Regions from separate parts of the Capsicum annuum genome. Here region 1 is linked to region 2. A link is a contact called in public Hi-C data. All regions are on one chromosome and are shown on one strand. Each heading gives the region's core, a stretch centred on a gene start, on an enhancer-like site or on the middle of the called end of the contact. The rest is flanking DNA. Distances are from core to core; before and after follow the strand shown. Region 1 holds the start of LOC107842165. Region 2 holds the start of LOC107842221 (histone H3.2).

What was found. A called contact is a pair of places that touch in the nucleus more often than the background predicts.
Region 1: a Hi-C map of leaf shows a contact between it and region 2, with 2.7 times the contacts expected there. The contact joins the promoter of LOC107842165 here to the promoter of LOC107842221 in region 2. A contact is called at or near these places in 2 of 5 Hi-C or Micro-C datasets (leaf and placenta).

What each region holds. Positions count from the first base shown.
Region 1 is chr1:192,349,380-192,355,972 of UCD10Xv1.1, reverse strand. LOC107842165 reads right to left here and starts at 1,600. Exons shown (of 12, transcript XM_016685923.2): 1 at 930-1,600; 2 at 1-159. The coding sequence starts at 1,112.
Region 2 is chr1:191,832,838-191,839,439 of UCD10Xv1.1, reverse strand. It overlaps LOC107842221 (histone H3.2), which reads left to right and starts at 3,737. Exons shown (of 1, transcript XM_016685977.2): 1 at 3,737-4,373. The coding sequence starts at 3,843. The coding sequence ends at 4,253. LOC107842195 reads right to left here. Exons shown (of 12, transcript XM_047408377.1): 9 at 6,487-6,602; 10 at 6,039-6,235; 11 at 5,349-5,651; 12 at 4,706-5,231. The coding sequence ends at 4,932.

The sequences.
Region 1 (6,593 bases), core at 351-2,850, 520 kb before region 2:
TCCCCCAACATTTGGCAGAATGGTACCACTGGGAAGTATTCCACCTTCACCTCCCACACCAACAGCAATATCGTCACGCCCCATCATGTAAAGCATGTCATACACCTGATTTACAGCATGTCCTGCATCACTCCATGCGTTTGTGCTAATAGTTATTGCCTGCAGCAAAAATCTCCCTCAAGTAGTTTTATAGGAAAACTTACGTTACGAGCTGGTAGTATGCCTCTATTGCACGAATTATCAAAGGGATTGCCCCCTTCCAAGTTATATCATTTTCCCTGACATGCTTTAAACAAACAAAAAAAATAATGGTACAAGTTGTTTGATCCCTAGTCATGACTTCAAACAATTGTGACACTGCTTAGTTTTAAAAGTTGTTCAAAAGAGAGTAAGTCTTTAGCAACTTTTAGTTATTCCTATGAAAGCCAGAATAGAAGATTGCGAAGACAGTATTAAATTACCTGATTTAACAAGTGTAGTTAATCTAATCATTATTAGCACTCTAATTTAAGGAAGCAACTCTTATTTAACAACTACTCTATAAAAAGAAATTAAAGCTAATTGAATTGGATCACAAAATAAGGACTAGACAGTTTTGATCCCACCTTTAGCGTGAAAAGAATTCTCAACATAGACATGTACACAGAGAGATTATAGCTGATATCCAAAAATCAAAGGTGAAGATAAAAAAAAGAGAAAGGAATATACACCAACCATAACACAACAATAATGCCTCAACCCAAGCTAGTGGGCATTTGGCCCCTGGTGAACAAGTAATACACAACAACAACAACAATGACAACAGCAACAACAAATACCCAGTGTAGTCCCACGCAGCACTTACCCTTACCTCCTAGAGATGGAGAGGAGAACAAGTAATATATTTATATGACAGCCTCAGCAAGAATAGAAACAAGAGTGAGTAAAACCTTTAAGTCCATTTGTGATGTGTTAAGCTTCAAAAGGTACAATAGAGCAAAGAAATCATCAGTATCCATATCTGTATCCACAAGAATTCGATGACCCTTTACTCCACTTGCCAACAATATTACCACCATCATTATCATTAGGACAACTTTACGTAAAAACAACACCTTCTCTTTCTCCTTCATCACAACTAATTAAGCTCAAATTCTTTTTTGGGCCACAGATCAACTGGCTATGTTGTTGTTGTATTCAAAGTATTAATGGAAATAAACAGTGGGGGTAGGAACTGCACATAACAGTTGGACTGGTTGTAGAATTGTTGAAGAGAAAGCATGTGCAACATATTTTATAGACAGCATAAAACAAATTAAGTAGCAATTTAAATCATCAGCGGTTAGAAAGTAACACTCTGCTCTACAAAGTACAATTTTGTCTGAGCTCCACTAATTGGAATCTAAATTGCTCGGCCTCTTCAAAAATGTTGATGTACTTGTATCGGATCCTCTAAGAATACACTACTTTCGAAGGATTCGATATGCACCCGAATGACAATTTTTGAAACATCCGAGCAACATACTTTGGAATTCTCGCTAGGATGTTCCACTTTAGAGTTAAAGTACTTTCTGGCAAAGACGACATCATTAATTTTGACGTTCAAATATGAAAGAGTACTTACTATGCAACATAATTTTTTAGTAGTTTTCATTAAGACTTCCACTTAACCAGTTTAAATAGAGCAGACTAACTATAAGTTTCAATTTATTTATGTGATTTTGAAATATAAAGAAGATTTTTGAATTGTGTGGTATTACATGTAGAATGCGTCAAAACCAATACTTTAATTTTTTCCTCCTAAACATGTCACGTGAAAAATTAAATTAAATAAATATTTCTTTTTAAAATAAACTAAAAAAAAATGACAAATTACTTTATCTTCAACCGATATATAGAAAGAAACTAAGTTTTCTACAAAATCAGTCGTCGTATAAAATTGTACGTTATATATCCGTCATTGGGTTGTCATTTTCATAAAACATGTATACATCCTTCATTAGTGCAAAAAAAAAAGTCCATTTTTTTAATTAAAGCGCATGTTTTACGTTGTTTCACAATATACAAATATAATAACTTTATATAGCTTTTTTGGTATATATTTATTTTGTTCCTTTTTACTTGTCATGTATGGAATTTACACAAAATTATTTAATTTTTGGCCCCATTAATAAAAGTTGTGATACTTCTGCTCTGCCACATTCCTCCTCCTTCTTCTTCTCTGTTATCTTCATACGTGCAGCAAGAAATCGAATACTCATTTATTTTGGTTGAAGAGACTTGTAGGATATCATTTTTTAGTTTTGTTGAGCTTCTTATTTTGTACAAGAAAATACAGTGGGTCTATTAGTTTTTGAACTTTTAGTTGAATTTAACAAATAAAATTAGAGAAAACTACGAGCATAACAAACTTAAGGCCTTAATTAATGGATTCGATTCCTTTTCATTTTCTTTCTCTTTATTTTTCTGAAGTTTTTATTTAGATTAGTGATACATGACAAAGATTAAATTTAATAATTAAGATTTAGTTATCCAAAATAAATCACTAATTATAATTTAGATAATAATTAAAGTATATTATTTGGTTTCACAAATTATTGTAATCTCACGATCTTAGATAGGGGAAAAAAATTGCCTTCCTAATTGTTTTTTTCTCTACGCACATCCATCTTTCAATTTCTTCTAGAATTAATTTTTTTGCCGCATTTTTTTATTGAAACTTTCTCTTTAACAATTATCTTCAGAAAATTGATTTTCACAATAAAAATGTGGAGAAAATACGAGAAATAATTGGCTCTCCATTGGCAAATGTTTAAAGAAAAAGTTCCAAAAAAGGCAATAAAAATTAACTTACAAAAATAAAATAACTAAAGTTGCGTAGGAAAAAATAATGGAGAGAAAAATTGATTTTCTATATTTATGGACAAGATAATACTATGTTGCTAAGATTGTGGGATTATAATAATTTTTAAAATCAAATAATATAATTTAATTGGTATCTAAATCATGATTAGAGATTTACTTTGGACATGTAAATTATAACCATTAAATTTAACCTTTGTCATGTGTCTCTAATCCAAGTAAGAAGTTGGAAAAAAATAAAGAAAAAGGAAATGGAGAGGAGCTAGATCGCCATAACAATATTTTTGTTATGAAATAACTAAGAATAAAGAAGAATAGTAGAGAGAGAATAGATAGTAATTCTTATTTCTTTGAGGGATGAGAAATCATAAGATTGAGGATACAATGAACAAAACACCTCTATTTATAGAGGAAAATATTCCTAGTTTCTCTCTAAAAGATAGATATTTCATATCCTAGTAGATATAAACTAGATCTTGATAAATCTTATATATATTCTTGATAGACATTCACTATAATGTAAATACATTCATAACACTCCCCCTTGAATGTCTAGATAGATAATGTGACTTGTTAAAACCCTACTAGAAAAAATCCAGTGAGAAAAAAATCTAGAAGAAAAAAAAGTACACATCTCTAACAATACGTATTTCGTCTGCCTCATTAAAAACCTTAGAAGGAAAACCTAGTGGGACAAAACCTTGAAAGGAAAAAAGAGTACAACGCACATTTGTTTCCCCTGATGAGAATATCAATGAACCTTTACATCCCAATCTTGTGTACCATCTTCTTGAAAGTTGCAGTTGGAAGAAACTTGGTGAATAAATCAGCCATATTGCCACTTTAACGAATTTATTGCACGTTAATATCACCATTATTTTTGTAGCTCATGTGTATAAAAAAACTTTGGCAAAATGTGCTTCGTTCTATCTCCTTTTATGCATCTTTCCTTAAGTCAGGGGTGGATCTAGCCTTGCGGGTGTAGGTTCCCAGGAACCCTCAAGTATTTTCGTATACCTTGTAATTATATTAAAAATCTATTAAATATATAAGAATAATAAGTGAGGAACCCATTAACAAAGTTGTTAGTTGGCTTAATGGTTCAAAAAGGGTTGAAGAAATGCCTCACATGCTATACCCAAGTTTGAATCTCCTTTCTAAGATCACTTTTATTTTATTGGGAACCTACAAACATAAAATCCTGGATCCGCCTCTACCTTAAGTTGTGTTATCCATGTTGTATTATCTTCATATAAAATCATGGATACTTTTTCACATTTCAAACCACCTTTTTCTCAAATGAGATGTATCATAGACTTCAACCACACTCATTCTCGACTTGCTTCATGAATAGCTATTATCTCAGGATGGTTCTATGAGGTAGCTACGATAGACTGCTTTGTATATCTCCAAGATATGGCAGCATTCCTAAATATAAACACAAAGCCTGTGTGAGATCGAGCTTTATGCGGGTTAGATAAGTACTCAGCATCAGCATAACCAACAAGATCGGGACTGCAATCTTTAGAATAAATAATTGCATAGCGATAGTCCCTTTTAGATACCGTAATATATGTTTGATCCCATTCTAATGTCTCCTAGTCGGAGTAGAACTATACATTGCTAACAGATTAACTGAAAAGGCTATATCAGGCCTTGTGGTATTTAAAAGATACATTAGTGCATCAACTGCACTAAGATATGGTACTTCATAACCAATCCACTTTGATATATTTCTCATTTCAGCAAATAATATATTGCTTTTGAAGACTTATTTATAAGGATAATAAATAAATTTCTCAAAAACTTTATATGCTTCAAGCATTTTGAATCCTTTAGGGATTTTCATGTAGATTTTTGTCAAGCGACACTATTCAACATTTCATGTATGACATCTACTAGTGTCTGGACTACAAACCAAATAAACACTATTCTTACCAAGATGCATCATTTCATGTCACTTGATAAATGTTTCTACGTCAGCATGATTAAATAAACATAGAATTCAAATTCCGTAATCTTGTACAGTATTGCGCCACTATTATATCACAGATATCATCGATGATATATTATTTTATATTAGTTCATAATGTTTTAAGATCTCATCACTTTATTATTTTTAGGTACCTGAACCTCTCATAAGGTTTCATGAAGTGTTATGTCCTAGGCTCTTCAAGAGCACATTGCCTTCTTATTATGATTATTTGCTCCTTATCCTTTTCAAGGATTATTTGTTTTGAGATCTTCAAGAGCACATTGCCTTCTTATTTGTTTCATGAAGTGTTTTGAGATCTACCATGCTTTACGCATGCATAGACTTTATTCTTTAGGGATAGAAAATAGGAGCACTTGCAGCTTAATATAAGATGCTTTCGAGATTTGACTTGAATTATCTTTTGAATGAAGATCTGATGATAATTCCTAACATATTTCATAGCTTTTTATAATCTCCCCCTTATGTTAGGAAAACTAACATACATCCTCCATCTTATTTGAGGAATCCATCTTTGTGCATCATGGTATATTCAATAATCGTATACTGCTATCTAAACTATTAGATAGAATAGTTGGTTCCCGACCTTGAACCAATTAAGAGGGAAGAAATAATCATAATTTATTGGTCTAATGCATACAAGTTCTATTGTATGCAACATATCATATTTCAGACCAGCATTTGAAACTTTATTCTCCTTAGTATTGGTTTAGCTATTTATCGAAGGCATTCAATGCCAAACCATCATCATCAAGATGAATTGTCTTGATTACACAATCTAAAAGTTATGCTCTTAACTCAATTTTATTGAGCAAGCAACTTTACGAATATCAAACTGCAGGTTGACAATAAATGTACAAGTAATCATCTTATATCGATGCATCTTAATAGATCACATGACTGGTGAACGAGTCCATATCACCTTTTATACTTTTTAGGTTTTGAGGGATCAAATCCCAACATTAGTTGGTCCAACCAACTTATCATGAGAACAAACGACATAAACAATTCTTGAAGAATCTTCTCGTTCTTCAATACATGTCTAATACTCAATATGCATATTTTTGAGATATCACAATCATTCATATCTAACTTATGAACTCATTTATAGTAGTAACACAAGTTACCATGAGATACATTGTTTTTTCTTTAGTAAATTTTAGATTTACTGTTACATGAATAAATTTTAGATTTACTACTTCAGAAGTAGATTTTAAAATAACTCTTCTCAATTTATTCAGACTCTTTCGGAGGTGAGTTATGATATCATCACAATCAAGTGCACATTTGTATTGAAACAATTGAAATCCTTATTCTCCAGGAATAGAATATAATCATGCCTTAAGTCTATCAAACTTTGATAGCTTATAACCTCTTTCATGAGATTGCAACTTCAAGAGTAAATCGAGGCATACATGTGATTGGAGAGAATTTTTCTCTAGCATGTATTATAATCATAATAAGCGTGTGAAAATATCATCACTTTTGATGATCATTATCATATTGTCCCTCCATGCATATATTCGTGCATTCAATCACTTGTCTTCTTTCAAACATATTATGCACTGCTACCACATTCAACTTAGAGAATGGAGCATGTTCAATAGGACAATCACTTGTTTTCTTTCAGATATATTATGCACTGCTACCACTTTCAATTCATAGAATGAAGCATGTTCAATGGGACATGTCACATGACTTTTCACCAAAAATACATTATTTTTGCCTTAGCCATTATAATATCATCAATATGGTGCAC
Region 2 (6,602 bases), core at 2,488-4,987:
ATTTTTTTTTCAAAACTCACAAGTTTCAAATCCCGACTCCACCTTTTTATACCATGCTTGTTAAAAGTAGAGCAAAGACTGATAGTTGGCTAAGACAACTTGTACATCCAGCTGATTCTCTGAAGGCTTCTTTATATAGTGATGGAAGCTAGCCGTTTGAAGAATTTTTGATGGGATAGCCATCCATGAGATTTTTGATCCTTGAAAAAATAAGTTATTTCTTTTTCAAGAATAAGGCAAAGTTAAGTGTTGACTTTAGTTGACATTTTTTAGTCTTTAATGTATTTTTTCTTAATCTGTGAAAATTTAATCTTGAACTAGTTGTGAATGTTTGCTACTAGTTTCCCGGTTCTATTTATTGTTTTGTTCTTCATTTCTTTGAGTCTTCAATGAATGCTCCTTGAAAGTTGTATCTTTAAATGATTCCTTTTTTGTTTGAATCAAGTCCCAACTTATTGGTACTTATTTATTCTTCAATGCTTCAAGTCATTTTTTTTGTCGTCCAACACAAAAATCAAAGTCATCACTAAAACGATACTTTAACAATAATTTTTTTTCTTTGATCAAGATTTTGTTCCATTGAATTTTTCTGACAAGGCTTTGAACAAGATAGCAAATAATGTGTATTACTAAATATGTGTACTCTTTTTTCTTTAATATGATTTTTTTCTCACGGGATGTTTCCTAGTAAGGTTTAAGTGAGACACATTATCTATTAATGGACATCCAAGGAAGAGTGTTGTAAATAATATCATTACGTGTGGATGACCATTAATCCTAAGGTGTAACTCCACCATTATATTTAGTAAATATCCATACTCCATTACATCTCCCACACTCCCCTAATCTTTCCCACATTCTCAAGAGTTAATGGTATGTTTAAAGCAACCTTACAACTATCCTCTCGTAATAGTATAGACAGGGTATGATAGGTAATCGATGACACACTTGAAATACTTTGATATTTGGAAGAATAAGAAAATTCTCTCTTCATTAATCATTTTTTGTCTACTTTATTACTTCATATTGTTAATCTTTTAACTTATTTTTAAAACAAAAACTAAATTTTGACCAAAAAAAATACTTTTTCTAGATTTTAAAATCTTAAATTTTTTCAATGAAAACTTGACTAGTTTTATCACTAAATAATATTTTCAAAAACTCTCTCCCAATAGTAGCAAAACTACGGTCCAAAAAAAATTGATAAAAATAAGAGAAAAAACATAACGACACCACTGAATTTGTTAGAGATTTTCAAAAAGGCATTCTAACTTTGCGGGTGTCCTATTACCCTTTTAATAATTTTAAAATAATATTAATACACCTTTGTTAGTTGAATTTCAATCACAAGAAAGAGATTAAATTCACGCACCAATCATTATCTCCCATGTGTTAAATACATTAATTCATATTTTATTTATATTTTTTAATAAAGTTTTCTTTCTTATTTTATAAATAGATAAAAATACATTTATCAATCCATTGAATAATATTTTATTTATTATTTTATTTATCAATCCATTGAATAAATACATTTAATATTTTATTTCATTTTACATTTAATAATATTTTATTTATTATTAAGAACCATAATAAAATATAAATGTGTTTAACCACCCCCCACCCCCACCCACCCACCATCAAAACACACACTCACTAGGAGCCCGTTTGGATAGGCTGAAAAAAAACGGTTGAAAAAAAGTTTTTTAAAAGTACTTTTGAAAGTGATGAACTATTTTAAAAATAAGCAGTTAAGTGTTTGGATAAAGTGCTGAAACTGGAAAAAAGTTATTGATGTGTTTCGTAAAAAATGCTTTTAAGCATTTTTTTATTAAAATGACTAAAATACCCTTGTAGTTGTTAATAATATATAGAGTTGATTATTATTAATTTTTATTGCCATAGAGTAGAAATTATTTAAGGAGGCTATTAATATTTGTCATGTTGAATTTTACGTATTTGACAAAAATTCATAAGAATATTTTTATATTTAAAAATACTTTAAAACATTGTAAATTTTTCATATTTTTTAATTTTCATATCCAATCCACCTACATTATATAAGTTGAAGTGGAAGAAATATATTACTATTTACTATTAAGAAAATTTCTTTAGACAAAATTATTTCTTCGTAGATTGATGGTTTTATAATTCTTAATTTTGTCTTCAATTAATAATTAAATTATTAATTAGCGATTCAATGAATTTGATTATTTCATAAATTGATGGTTTTATAATTCTTAAATTCACTGAATCATTAGTTGATGGTTTAATAATAGATTTTATTATTCTTAAATTATTAGTTTGATGGTTTAATAAATTGATGGTTTTTCAAAATTAGATTAGCGGGGTAGGCTAAATATTTTCACTGAATCATGAAAAAAATTATTAATTAGTTAAAACTCACTGAATCATTAATTCACTGAATCGTTAATTCACGAAGAAAGCATTAATTAGCACTTAATTAGCGTGTCCTCTAATTAATATTATTATTTTTTATTGCTAAAATAATTTAAATTAATATATATATATATATATATATTAAATTATGCATTAGCAAACTTTGTGGACAATTTTGGAATAAGGAAAAATTATAAAGGCACAAAAGTCATTTATTTGGTCAATGGAGAATAGATTATAATTTGAAAAATAATAAGCTCCCATTTGGAGCTTATTGTTTTTAGCTTAAAAAAAAGAAGCTAAAAACAACTTTTTTAAAGCCATTTTGAAATTTGCCAAATACCCTTTTAAACTAAAAAGTGATTATAATTTATTTTGACCAGATTATAATATCTTCCAAACGGGCACTAGATCCCTTAAATAATTTGTTCCACCTTGTTGCAGAAGCAGAATCCCCCACCCCCATCCCGCTCATTCGACGTCCGCTCATCGTTCCGAACTTTCAATGAAAACATCATTATCTTCTAATAAATTCTAATTTTCTTTTACAATAGTCAAATTCAATTTATCAATGAATTTAAATTTATAAATCAAAAACTCTATACTAGCGATGTGATTGAAACTCCATTTAATGAAGTTTTATTGTTCTTAATAAAAATAGATAAATACTCACTTCATAAAAAAGAAAAGAAAGAGCAATCTTGTATCAAGGAATAGAATCAAGTAGAAAAAGCGTTTTAAAAAACATATCTAAGAATAAGAGGAAAAAAGGTAGTATACAAATGTTCAGTCGAAGAAGACAATGGTGTTTTTGTGTGGGTGGGGTGGCGGTGAGGGGGGAGCGGAGAGGGGGTAGGGAATAATTGAAAAAGGTAAATAAATGTTGATTTCTTTTTAAAAGATAGATTTTATAAAGAATAGACAAAATTATTTATACGTGGCACTTTTTAATTTGTTGTTGAAGTCAATATTTCTCCTTCACGCGCCTCATTTTCATGGAACACAAATCTTGGCTGAAATTCAATCAAAATGGTCTATTTGCACTGGTCTTTATAAATTTTGTGGGGTAATAGGTCGCCCCAAAGTTAAAGTATCTTTTTGCAAATGTCGAACAAGTTCAGTAATGACTTTATGTCTTTATATAACTTGACGTGGCAAAAGTAACGTAAAAGAAAATACTACTCTTTGCGCTTTCCACGTGTCGCATACACATTCGTTACATTGATAGCACTTGGATCGCTATCCAAGCAGTCAACTTTCCTCCAATCTGCACCGTCTATTTAAAATCTCAATCAATTTAATCAACGGCACCAAAACTAATTTCAAACTCCAAAATTTCCAACCTTCCCGCCCCGCTATCTCTCTATATAAATTCCTCATCACCCATTTCCCAAATTCACCATTCCACAAGTCAACATTGTCTCACTACATGTCCGGTAAAAATGGCCCGTACCAAGCAAACAGCTCGTAAATCCACAGGCGGAAAGGCTCCAAGGAAGCAGCTAGCAACCAAGGCTGCAAGAAAGTCAGCTCCAGCAACCGGAGGAGTGAAAAAGCCTCACCGTTTCAGGCCAGGAACCGTTGCTTTGAGGGAAATCAGGAAGTATCAGAAATCGACGGAGTTGTTGATTAGGAAGTTGCCGTTTCAGAGGCTGGTGAGGGAAATTGCACAGGATTTCAAGACGGATCTGAGGTTTCAGAGTAGTGCTGTTGCTGCTCTACAAGAGGCTGCTGAGGCATACCTGGTTGGTTTGTTTGAAGATACTAATCTCTGTGCTATTCATGCTAAGAGGGTTACGATTATGCCTAAGGATATTCAGCTTGCTAGGAGGATTCGTGGAGAAAGGGCTTAAGAAGAAGATGATCTTTCGGGTTAATGTCTAATAGTTGATTTCAGTTGTAGTGTGTGTAAAATGTTGGTTTACAAGTAATCTGCAATCTGATTAATGAAATCCGAACTTCATTTTATTCAATCAATGATCTTGCTATTACATCCGTGTGATATTTCCCAACCATTGAATACTGTTTGTAGTTGGGCTAGTAATTTGGTTTGTGAGTGTATGGTATTATTATGTAGGTGTCTTATTTTTTATTTGTATTATTCCATCCATTTTGTTTTATGTTGTATTACAATTTTGTTTACTATTTTTTGTCTTGAATTGGGGTCCTATTAGAAACAGTCTTTTTACTTTTTTCGAGACAGTGATATGAATTGTGTATATTTTATCCTCCCCAACCACATTATGTGGGAATACATTGAGTTTGTTGAATATTGTTTGTGTAGCATTATGTTGATCTTTATACATTTCCAGGACAAGAGCACTGAACAAATTTTGAAATTTGTAGTCTTCAATCAACATGACAAATTGATCATATGGAACAGGTTAGACTTATCTCTCACCAACACAAATATGTGCTGAGTAACTCTGAATGTAACAAATCTCTTGATTTGCGAAACAAATAAATGAAGCGCTTATTTTTCCCCAGTAAGATTCAACTCCAGGTATTATTTAGCAACTTTGCATTTGTTGCTAAATATTGGATGAAGTAGATGGTGTACTCCAAATTTTTCTTTGCTCATTGAAACTTCCAATTACAGCTGACTGGTTTTTATTCCCAAGTCGTTTTATTAAAATATTGTAATAAACTGATGGATCCAGATTCACCATTACTCTAACTGCTTTTCCCTGTGCTTTGTCAATAATAATTTCACCATCTTCAGATTCAACTCCAGTAGCACTCACTTTTAACTTCTTTACTTCAAAGGTTGATTTTAGTGCAGAGAGATCTCCAGCTACTACAGCTCCAAGGATCTCACCAATAAACATATCCTGAAATATTATGAATGCTATTACAGGCAAAAGTATCAACAAGTGAAATTCATTAACTACAAGGAAACATAATGAAACAGAGCCAGTAGAGGATAAATTGAGTTAAGAATTATATACCACATGCTGGTATACAGGATTCGTCTCTTGCAGACGATATAACCTAGACATCAAGCGCCTGGTGAAGATGGCTTCTGGTGTCCTTTCCACGTACAGTTTTTCAAGAATTTGAGGGAATGCACTGACTTTCCGCTGCATTCCAAGTGGAATGAGAGTGATATTATGTTCAGAACTCAGAACTGTTTTTGCAGCAAAAGGGTCAAGAAACATATTCAGTTCCGCAAATTTGTTACAAGGGAAATTGATGACATTTCCCTTCTCTATGTCATCATAATTGATGTGTCCCCCAACAATTAATATATCCTGCATAAAAATTCAGAAGATAATACCTTTCACATTAATGAAAATATCTAAGATGGATATATCAAGTCACAACCCATAAAGCAAAACATTGTCATTGATATGACAAGGATTTACATAGAGATCAATTACAACGGAATAAAACAGCTCTCTAAGCTAAAACAGCTATCTAAGCTAAAGGATATCTTAATATGTTTGTAATGTGAAATTTGAGGGAGTTGACTGACAAGGGAAGTTTACATATGAAAAGACTAAATCTACCTGGGTCTAAGAGAAGGATCTGCAACTAAACTCTCTCTATCACGTTAGGATCTATATATTACAATTGGTTCTTAACTGAAGAATATTGTTTCTTTCTACAAAGACCAGAAGAATAGAGGAACCACTTGCCTGTATATCCTTGCTTGTAATCTTGCTTTCTAGTATGAACTTAGCTATATTAGTCAATGGGCCATTCGTCAAAATGGTAATTTTCGATCCCGGACCAAGTGATTTCACCACTGATTCCAATACTTCCAATGCTAGAGGTTGTCTGAGTTCAGGATGATCAGTATCTCGCGGAGCTCCAAATTCTGCAGAATTTTCTCCTGTGTATCTGGTATTATTATGTGTTATATCAGGAAATTTCAATGGCGCAATGCTATATTGGATGATAAAAATGTGAAAGTTCATATTAGTAAAATAAGAAAAGTGATATGCCAATGTCTGTCAAATTTCATGAATGCACAAAGGAATCTGTTCTTTCCCCTATCAGAGTAGAGAATATACCTCCTCGGACTACGAGGTAAAGAACGAGCTAAGCCATAAAGAGTGTCTGAGTCTAGATATCCACCGCTACCTTGTGGGATGACCTTGATGTATCTGCAGTCTCCAACACCAGAGAACACAGTATCAGACTGGTTCATTGCGAATCCATCTCCAAGGCCCACAGGAATGTCATCCCGACCCATCATA